Linked DNA regions of Danio rerio: all the other regions are linked to region 1. Evidence: chromatin contacts called from public HiCAR-type and HiChIP or PLAC-seq data. All regions are on one chromosome and are shown on one strand. Each heading gives the region's core, a stretch centred on a gene start, on an enhancer-like site or on the middle of the called end of the contact. The rest is flanking DNA. Distances are from core to core; before and after follow the strand shown.

The links. HiCAR-type assays count read pairs that join an accessible place to other places. HiChIP or PLAC-seq counts read pairs in DNA pulled down with a chosen protein or histone mark.
Region 2: a HiCAR-type map of caudal fin shows a contact between it and region 1, with 4 times the contacts expected there. The contact joins the enhancer-like site here to the promoter of marchf7 in region 1. A contact is called at or near these places in 6 of 18 Hi-C or Micro-C datasets (caudal fin, embryo, hematopoietic stem cells and 1 more) and 3 of 4 datasets of contacts at active chromatin or transcription factors (caudal fin, embryo and gastrula embryo).
Region 3: a contact with region 1 is called in an H3K4me3 HiChIP or PLAC-seq map of gastrula embryo, with 4 times the contacts expected there. The contact joins the promoter of wdsub1 here to the promoter of marchf7 in region 1. A contact is called at or near these places in 2 of 4 datasets of contacts at active chromatin or transcription factors (embryo and gastrula embryo).

What each region holds. Positions count from the first base shown.
Region 1 is chr6:12,772,668-12,775,367 of GRCz12tu, reverse strand. It overlaps marchf7 (membrane-associated ring finger (C3HC4) 7), which reads left to right and starts at 1,302. Exons shown (of 11, transcript NM_001114580.2): 1 at 1,302-1,352. It overlaps LOC141386193 (a long non-coding RNA gene), which reads right to left and starts at 1,152. Exons shown (of 4, transcript XR_012407683.1): 1 at 1,069-1,152.
Region 2 is chr6:12,945,060-12,947,759 of GRCz12tu, reverse strand. All of the region lies in intron 25 of baz2ba (bromodomain adjacent to zinc finger domain, 2Ba), which reads right to left. Among named protein-coding and RNA genes, the nearest start is that of wdsub1, 22 kb to the left of the region's middle. Within about 2 kb of position 1,304, at least 4 of the 62 cell types and tissues checked have an H3K27ac peak or open chromatin away from gene starts, as enhancers often do. A contact at or near this core is called in caudal fin, where this site is marked.
Region 3 is chr6:12,967,149-12,969,933 of GRCz12tu, reverse strand. wdsub1 (WD repeat, sterile alpha motif and U-box domain containing 1) reads right to left here and starts at 1,429. Exons shown (of 12, transcript NM_001077769.1): 1 at 983-1,429. The coding sequence starts at 1,380.

The sequences.
Region 1 (2,700 bases), core at 53-2,552:
GCCGTGGCTCATGACAAAAGCTACAGGTGATCTATTGCAGAATTTCCATTACGCCTACAAAGCTTGTGAAAACAAAAATATATAGCAAACGTTGATTGTTTTAATTTATAGTAGGTTATATATTAAGAAATGTATCTGTACTGTATATGACATGGGCCTGTTGGTTAGAACATTTCTGCAGTGGTTTGAATGTGTCAAATTGTAAGAGTAGACTTTTATATAGATGATTTATTCAATTAAATTTTTCAATAAAGATTAAAATACGTTTTAGCTAAGTCATTTTGTGGTTTAGAATAGAATATTAGTAATAATAAAAAATAATTCCTTACATTTATACAGCGCTTTTCTGGGCACTCAAATCGCTTTACACAATATTCTTAATAATATTGTAAAAGGAAACATTGGCCCTATACATTTTACATATTTTTACATATATTTCAATTAATATGGAAAACGAGTGTATGTTTTTACTAAAAATAATATTGGATTTTTTTTTAAATGCGTGTGTTTGTAAAACAATATAATTTGCACAAAAAAATGGTGGGGTTCTTCTCTAATGAAGTTGTTACTTCACGCTATTTAGAGCGTCAATATGGAGGTATAACTAACGTGGTTTAAACGATGGATCTGCGACAGAGAAACTACTATTTTGGGGAAACACTGGTCACTACATCGTTCATTTCCCAAACGATGCAAAGTACTATTGAAGTGAACTTTATTAATACAGGATGCTGGACAACCAGTGAACAGTGCATTACAGTAATCCAGCATAGAAGTCATTAAAGCATGAACTAGCTTTTCTGCGTCTATGATGGATAGCATACCAATTTAGCGACATTTCTCAGATTAAAGAAGTTTTTTTTTTGTGAGTAGGATATATGATTTATAATTTATAATACACTTTTATGATTTATAATGCATTACATTGCATTGAATGTATTACACGAAATGTAACAACGTTAGCAAAAATGTTAATATAAAAAACAATAAATCTAAAGAAGATTCAGCGAAATCTTTAGATTAACAACATATTTATAAGACTTTATCTTTCCAGTTCATGACACTGACCTGCTGGATAAAGTCAATGAAGATGTCTGAACGGCACCTCTAATTTTGTTTTGGAGTTTTACCACTGAACACATGTATAATTTTAGGCAACATGCATCTTGTCAGCGCATTCAGAGAACAGGGGCGGGGCGTGTTTGCAACGCTGTCATTCACTGGCTGCTGCTACTGTCAATCAATCGCGCGTTTCCTGTCGGTGTCCGCTTACACATTAAACCACGTGACCCCCCCTATATCAACACACGGACGCCATTAATATTAAAGGCAGAAGAGACGGAAAATCGGAGGTGAGTTCACAAGGAAGTGATGCCAAACGGAGCATTTGAACTCTTTTAGATGGTTGCACTTTAACGGGTTGCGTTGGGTAAGTGCTAATGTAATCGCTTACGGATTTATTTCGTCCGTTAACCTAGCGAGCTTGATTCTATCTGTAGTTACGGAGTGTCCTAGCGAACAAAAACAAGGCCTAGACATCTGGCAGAGTGCTGGTTTATTAATGCCTCTGACTCCTGGGATCACATGCAATCTAGGGCGTCTAGTTTAACGGGTCACTGGTGCATGTCACGAACATCTCCTTTCTTTAATGCGTTCGGTTAAATCAGTCTGATTTAATGGAGCCTTTGTCGGAGATAGATACACAGCGTTTACCTCATGTGCTAGCATTTTTGTTTTTTGGTGCGCTTGTAACCCGAGAGCTGTGCTGAGCTAATGCAAATCACTGATATCTCACCAGATTGATTTGTAGTAGCTGTGGTTTGCAGTCAAAATAATGCTGTTTGTCCTGTCAAGTTTATACAAGAGATCCGATCTGGAGGTGTCATTTTAGTAGGTCAACGTTATAAAGCACCACTTGGGTGCAAAACATTTGTAGCAGTAGAATTTGCACCTGTTGACACTTCAAATGTTTGACATACAAAGTGACGAACATCCCTCAAAATCAAGGAAGAGCGCATACATGGTTTAAAGATAGCTGTAAGCTCCTCAGAAAGGGGAAATTGAGTTAAAAATTTACTTCAAATGGCTCCTGAGTTTTATTAGTTTATTATTTTGTTAAGTGTGCAAGACTGGGCTTAACAAAATGTTCCTGCAATGGTTGCATAATCGGAAAACAAAGCCACAGGGTTTCACACGGGGGTTTGGCTCTTTTGCTTCTGCCTTCTGTTAAGTTACATACACACCCTGATGTTAATGTTTTTCTCGTTCTGCTTGACGTTCACTTTTAGCACTCAGGTGGCTTTTATAGGTGTGCCTTGTTCATTGAGGTAAAGTTTGTTTTGTATTCGCGTATTCAGACTTTCACCTTAATATATTTTCAGAAAAGTATTCTTTGCAAGTTCGAAATCATACTAGCAGCCAATGACTCTCAAGTACACCATTTGTTCACAGTCAGTTAAATAGTGCTAATGTTGTTTTGAAGTCATACTCGTATGCGATTTCACACCGAATAAGTGTCATGGTAAGCAATATAGGGACTGTGTCACAAGTTGGCACTAAAAGAAGGTGTGAATATAAAACCAACTTTACCTCAGTTATTTATTTTTCTATGAAATGGTGATGCTTATGTTTATGTTTTTAAAGGCAAAACAGGAAATTTATGCACCTTAACCTGTTAGTTTAGACAACAGTGCTGAGCTT
Region 2 (2,700 bases), core at 55-2,554, 170 kb before region 1:
AAATTATAGATTAAATGACAGTTATAAAACATTTTGATTTTACTGTTAACACACCCGGACAGAGCAATTAAATAATGTATTATTTATTAGCCTACTAAATTATACTTCAGCTTATATTTTCACTTAAAATTAGTATCAATTCCTATTCAAAATACATACTTTTCAAAATATATACACTACCTGATAAAATTCTTTTCACCTATCCAAGTTTTAGGATCGACAAATAATAATTTGACTTCTAGTTGATCTTTTACTTTCAGAAGTGGCTAATATGAAGGGCAAAGGCCTTTAGATTATGCTTATTTTACCAAAAAAATATGATAATGCTTTGATTTTGATTATTTAATTAGGACAGTAAGGTCTGACTTCGCTTAGACAAAAGTCTTGTCACTTAACTCGAAATAATGTACAGTATAAAATATAAAATCATGGTGCAGTGGAAAAAGAATTAATATTGTGCATGACTCCCATGAGCTTGGAGGACTGCATCCATACATCTCTGCAGTGACTCAAATAACTGGAATGGCAAAGAAACTGTTCTTGCAGGACTCCCAGAGTTTATCAAGATTATTTGGATTGATCTTTAATGCCTCCTCCTTCATCTTACCCCAGACATGCTCAATAATGTTCATATCTGGTGACTGGGCTGGCCAATCCGGGAGCACCTTGAACTTTTTGCTTTTTAGGAACTTTGATGTGGAGGCTGAATTATGAGAAGGAGTGCTATGCTCTGAAGAATTTGCCCTCTCCTGTGAATTGTAATGTAATGCGCAGCACAAATGTCTTAATGCCTCTGGCTGTTGATGATGCCATTCACTTTGCAGATCTCCCTCATACTGAATGCAACCCCAAAACCATGACTTTTCCTTCACCAAACTTGACTGGTTTCTATGAGAATCTTGGGTCTATGTGGGTTTCAATAGGTCTTTTGCAGTATTTGTGATGCAGTTCTACAGATCTACCTTCTGCCACTTTTCCAAATTATCAACTATAAGTTATTATTCGTTGCTCTTACATATGGGATTGAGGACAAGACTTTTGTCAGGTAGTGAAAATTTTGTACTTATTTTAAAGTTAAGGTCAATTAATTTAAAGTGAGACTGGCTTGTTTTGCATTACTTGAGAGTTACTGTAGCAGCTGGTCAGAGATTAATTGCTTGACACTTTATCATGTTAAAAGCCTTTCACACCAAGCTCAGTAACTATAAATATAACAGTAACTAGAGTTGTACACACAGCAAATGATAACAATCTGTTTATTTTTAGTTCATGCTTTTCTTTTTGCATTGCCCCCTTGTAACCAGCAGATGTCCACAGTGTGCCTAAGTTTCTGAGTGTTGAAACCAGCTAGTGATGTGGAATCAATCCAATAAAACCAGGAATTTAGCAGGAAATAACACAAATTACTTTCCCAAAGAGGCAACTCGAATAGATTTCAAAACCAGCACAATCATCAATCTGCTAGCTTGGCTTGCATAACTTCCATGTAAATCTTCATCATTCCCTCCCATGGAATAACCAATTGTTTTCAAGATCATTATCTCTAAATAATCTTTGAAAAGAAGGCTTAACATCAAGCAGTGAGCTTCTCATAATACTGTCTGTTCCTTTAAATTGCACTAGCACTTTATATTTCGACAGATCCTGACTGGCAGTTCGTGTTTTGTCATTAGCTGCAAAACTGAAACTGATTCCAATGATATAATTTCTCGACATCTTTCTTTGTTATAGCTGTGGTCTGAATGATTAGTGTGAACAGCCCTTAAAAGACTAAGCTTGAAATACACTTTGATCGGAACTTTATATTAAGTGACCTTAACTGCTGTGTACTTACATACAAAATAGTACAATGTATGTATTGTGTTTAAAAATCCTGAAAACCTGTAACCATTGACATCCATAGTATTTGTTTTTCATACTATTGAAGTCAATAGTCACAGATTTTCAGCTTTCCTCAAATAGTTTATTTGGTGTTCAACAGAATAAAGAAACTAATAAAGGTTTAAAACCACTTAAAAGAGAGTACATTTCCATAAATGATAGAATTACATTTTTTTGTGTGAACTATCCCTTTAAGATGTGAGATATGGTCAACAGTGGAATAACAAAAATTTATTACAGATGTAATTACAAGTACATAATTGTTCAAAATGTGCACTGTATCAAATGATTCATTTAAATTTGAGTGCATAGTAACTAAGGCAACTTAAAGGGGTGGTCCAGAGTATTTTTAAGGCTGGTTGTGTTTATGGGTTGCAAAGCAATGTGTGCTAATGCTTTATTTGTAGAAAATCACACTTTTTTCATATATCTTACTTTAGTTATATACAGCTATTCAGCTAACATGAAAACGACGTCATTTTTCCTAGTTCCTCTGAAGACCTGCCCTCAAGAGGCTCTGATTGGTCAGCTAACATAATGTTCTGTGATTTGCAGATCAGCTCCACATCACCAAGAAGCGTCTCAGTTATATCATTACAGCGCCTCTGGCTACGCCCCTTCACTGTGTGGGGTGTGTGTGTGTGTGTGTGTGTGTGTAACTTGAAGGGTTTATGACATCATTAACCCGGGTGTATTTTTTGTAGTCCCCAAACTTCTTTGGCTGTAGGCTTAGCTAAGCTAACTCTGTAAAAGCCAATGTCTCCCTTTGCATTGAACTTTGAGTATATTACATTCAGAGATCTTGTTTATGCTCATACA
Region 3 (2,785 bases), core at 180-2,679, 190 kb before region 1:
CCAAATCCAGCTAATTGAGTAATCCACGAACGAAGAACGGGCCCAGAGTAACAGTCTACTAATCATGTGCACCTGGTGTAATACACCTGCGTGTGATTTGAGCCTTTTAAGACGGAATAAATGTGAGGGTGTTTTTACTTTATTTCCTTAGTTTAAGAACATACATATCTTAGATTTAACTGTTCATATTACTTTAATCTCTCAGAATTGTTAACACTAAGATTAAAAATTCACGTTGTATTCACAAATGGTACAAAATACACAGGTGTTCATATGGTGTCCTAATATTTTCACATGACAAAAACTAATCTGAATCTGAACTGAATTAATACTAAACTGACTTGAACTAAAGGACATGTTTTAAAACAGCTTTAAAGCATTAAATCTGTTATTTTCCAGATTTATTACAGTAAAACTGAATCTGTCTATATGGCATAGATAGAAATAAAAATGATTGACAGGTAATTAATAACTCATTTTCTTGTCGGCTTAGTCCCTTTATTAATGCGGGGTCGCTACAGCGGAATGAACCGCCAACTTATCCAGCACATTTTTTACGTAGCGGATGCCCTTTCAGCCGCAACCCATCTCTGGGAAACATCCACACACATTCACACGCACACACACACACACTCATACACTACGGACAATTTAGCCTACCCAATTCACCTGTACCGCATGTCTTTGGACTGTGGGGAAAACCCACGTGAACGCAGGGAGAACATGAAAACTCCACACAGAAACGCCAACTGAGCCGAGGATCGAACCAGCGACCTTCTTGCTGTAAGGCAACAGCAAGACGGTCACTGGGTCGCTGAGTCGCCATTGACAGGTAATGTCAGCAATATTTAAAAATAAAGCAAAGCAGTTTAGACATAAAAATTAATACCAGGCAGTAATAAAAAGTTACAAATCATTTATCTATTTTAACTATTAACTAATATGATTATTTAAAAATCACAAATAAGCATACGAAGTGTACCTGCGCAACGTCCTGGAGGTAAAATCCCACAACGCGATGGAGCCGTCGGAGCCTCCGGACACCAGGTGAGAGGAGTCAGGGGAGAAGGCGCACACCCGCACCGGACTGCGGCCCGGATGCTCCAGGACGGCCTCGATCTCCCCGGTGTCCATCGACCACACCATCGTCGTGGCATCAGTGGAGCAGGAGGCCAGGTACTGTCCGCAGGCGCTGAAGCAGCAGCAGTGGACGCCGTAGCCGTGTCCGGACAGCGGGGAGAAGGGCAGCTCGCTGAAGTCTCGGCTGGAGTAAACACAGATGCTCTTGTCCGCGGAGCAGGTCGCCAGCAGGTCGCCGGAGAAAGCGACGCAATTTACATCGTCCCGGTGACTTTGTAAAGTGCAAATAAGAGACACCATGTTGATGTGTCCTCGTCTGTTCCCTTTAATTAAACGCAGGAAGAGGAAGTCTCTCACATAACGGGGTGGGAAACCACAACAATTCGCAATTGACCTTAGTATTTCTTAAACAGACTATAAACCTAGACGCGTTTTTTGTTACCTTTAGTTACTTTACAAACTTAATTCTCAAGTTAAAATTGACGCCGTGAAAAACGCTGTGTTATAACACCTAATTCGGGTCATACCTTATTACAATATTACATATATTTTAATAAAATTATCCGTTTATCGTGTTTATTTAACTAGTGATACTTCTAGATATGTGTATTGTATTTCCGTTGTTGACGTTATAATGTAAGATATACTGTATGTAATGTGTAAGTTATATAATAATGTTTGAAGCCAACGTACCTCTTGCGAACACTTCCCGGTTATGTCACGTGACTTTCATATAGACCACGTGGTTTTGTTTACTGTGGCGCTTTCTGGTATCGGTTTAACAAAATGTGTATTTGCTTATTAAATGTGGACCCATATTCGACCCATATGCACTTATTTGTACTAAGTAAATTAGATGGTAATAATTCTAAATCACAATATACACTAACCGGACACTTTATTAGGTACACCTTACTATCACCAGGTTGGACCCACTTTTGAGTTCAGAACTGCAATCCTTCGTGGCATATTCAACAAGGTACTGGAAACATTCCTCAGAAATTTTGTCCCATATTGACATGAGAGCATCACGCAGTTGCTGTAGATTGTCAGCTGCACATCCATGATGCGAATCTCCCGTTCCACCACATCCTAAAAATTATCTATTGGATGGAGCTCTGGTGACTGTGGAGGCCATTTGAGTACAGTGTCTCAGTAGCCCCTTTCACACAGTGATACCGGTAAATATCCGGAAAATTTCCGGAACGACTTTACCGGTATATTCAAAAAGGACCTGTTCACACATACAACCTTTCCGGAAAATTGCCGGTAATTTTCCGGAAAGGTCTGTATGTGTGAAAGGGGCTAGTGTCATGTTCAGGAAATCAGTCTGAGAGGATTCACACTTTATGACATGGTGCGTTATCCTGCAGGAGGTAGTGATTAGACGACTGTGGTCATCAAGGGATGGGCATGGTTAGCAACAATTCTCAGGTTGGCTGTGGTGTTGACACAATGCTTGGTACTAATGGAGCCTAAATATGCCAAGAAAATATCCCCCACACCATTACACCACCACCACCTGCCTGAACCATTGATACCATTGATAGGACGGATCCATGCTTTCATAGTGTTGACGCCAAAGTCTGACCCTACCATCCGAATGTCGCAGCAGAAGTCAGGACTCATCAGACCAGGCAACGTTTTTCCAATCCTCTATTGTCCAATTTTGGTGAGCCTGTGCCAATTGTGGCCTCAATTTCCT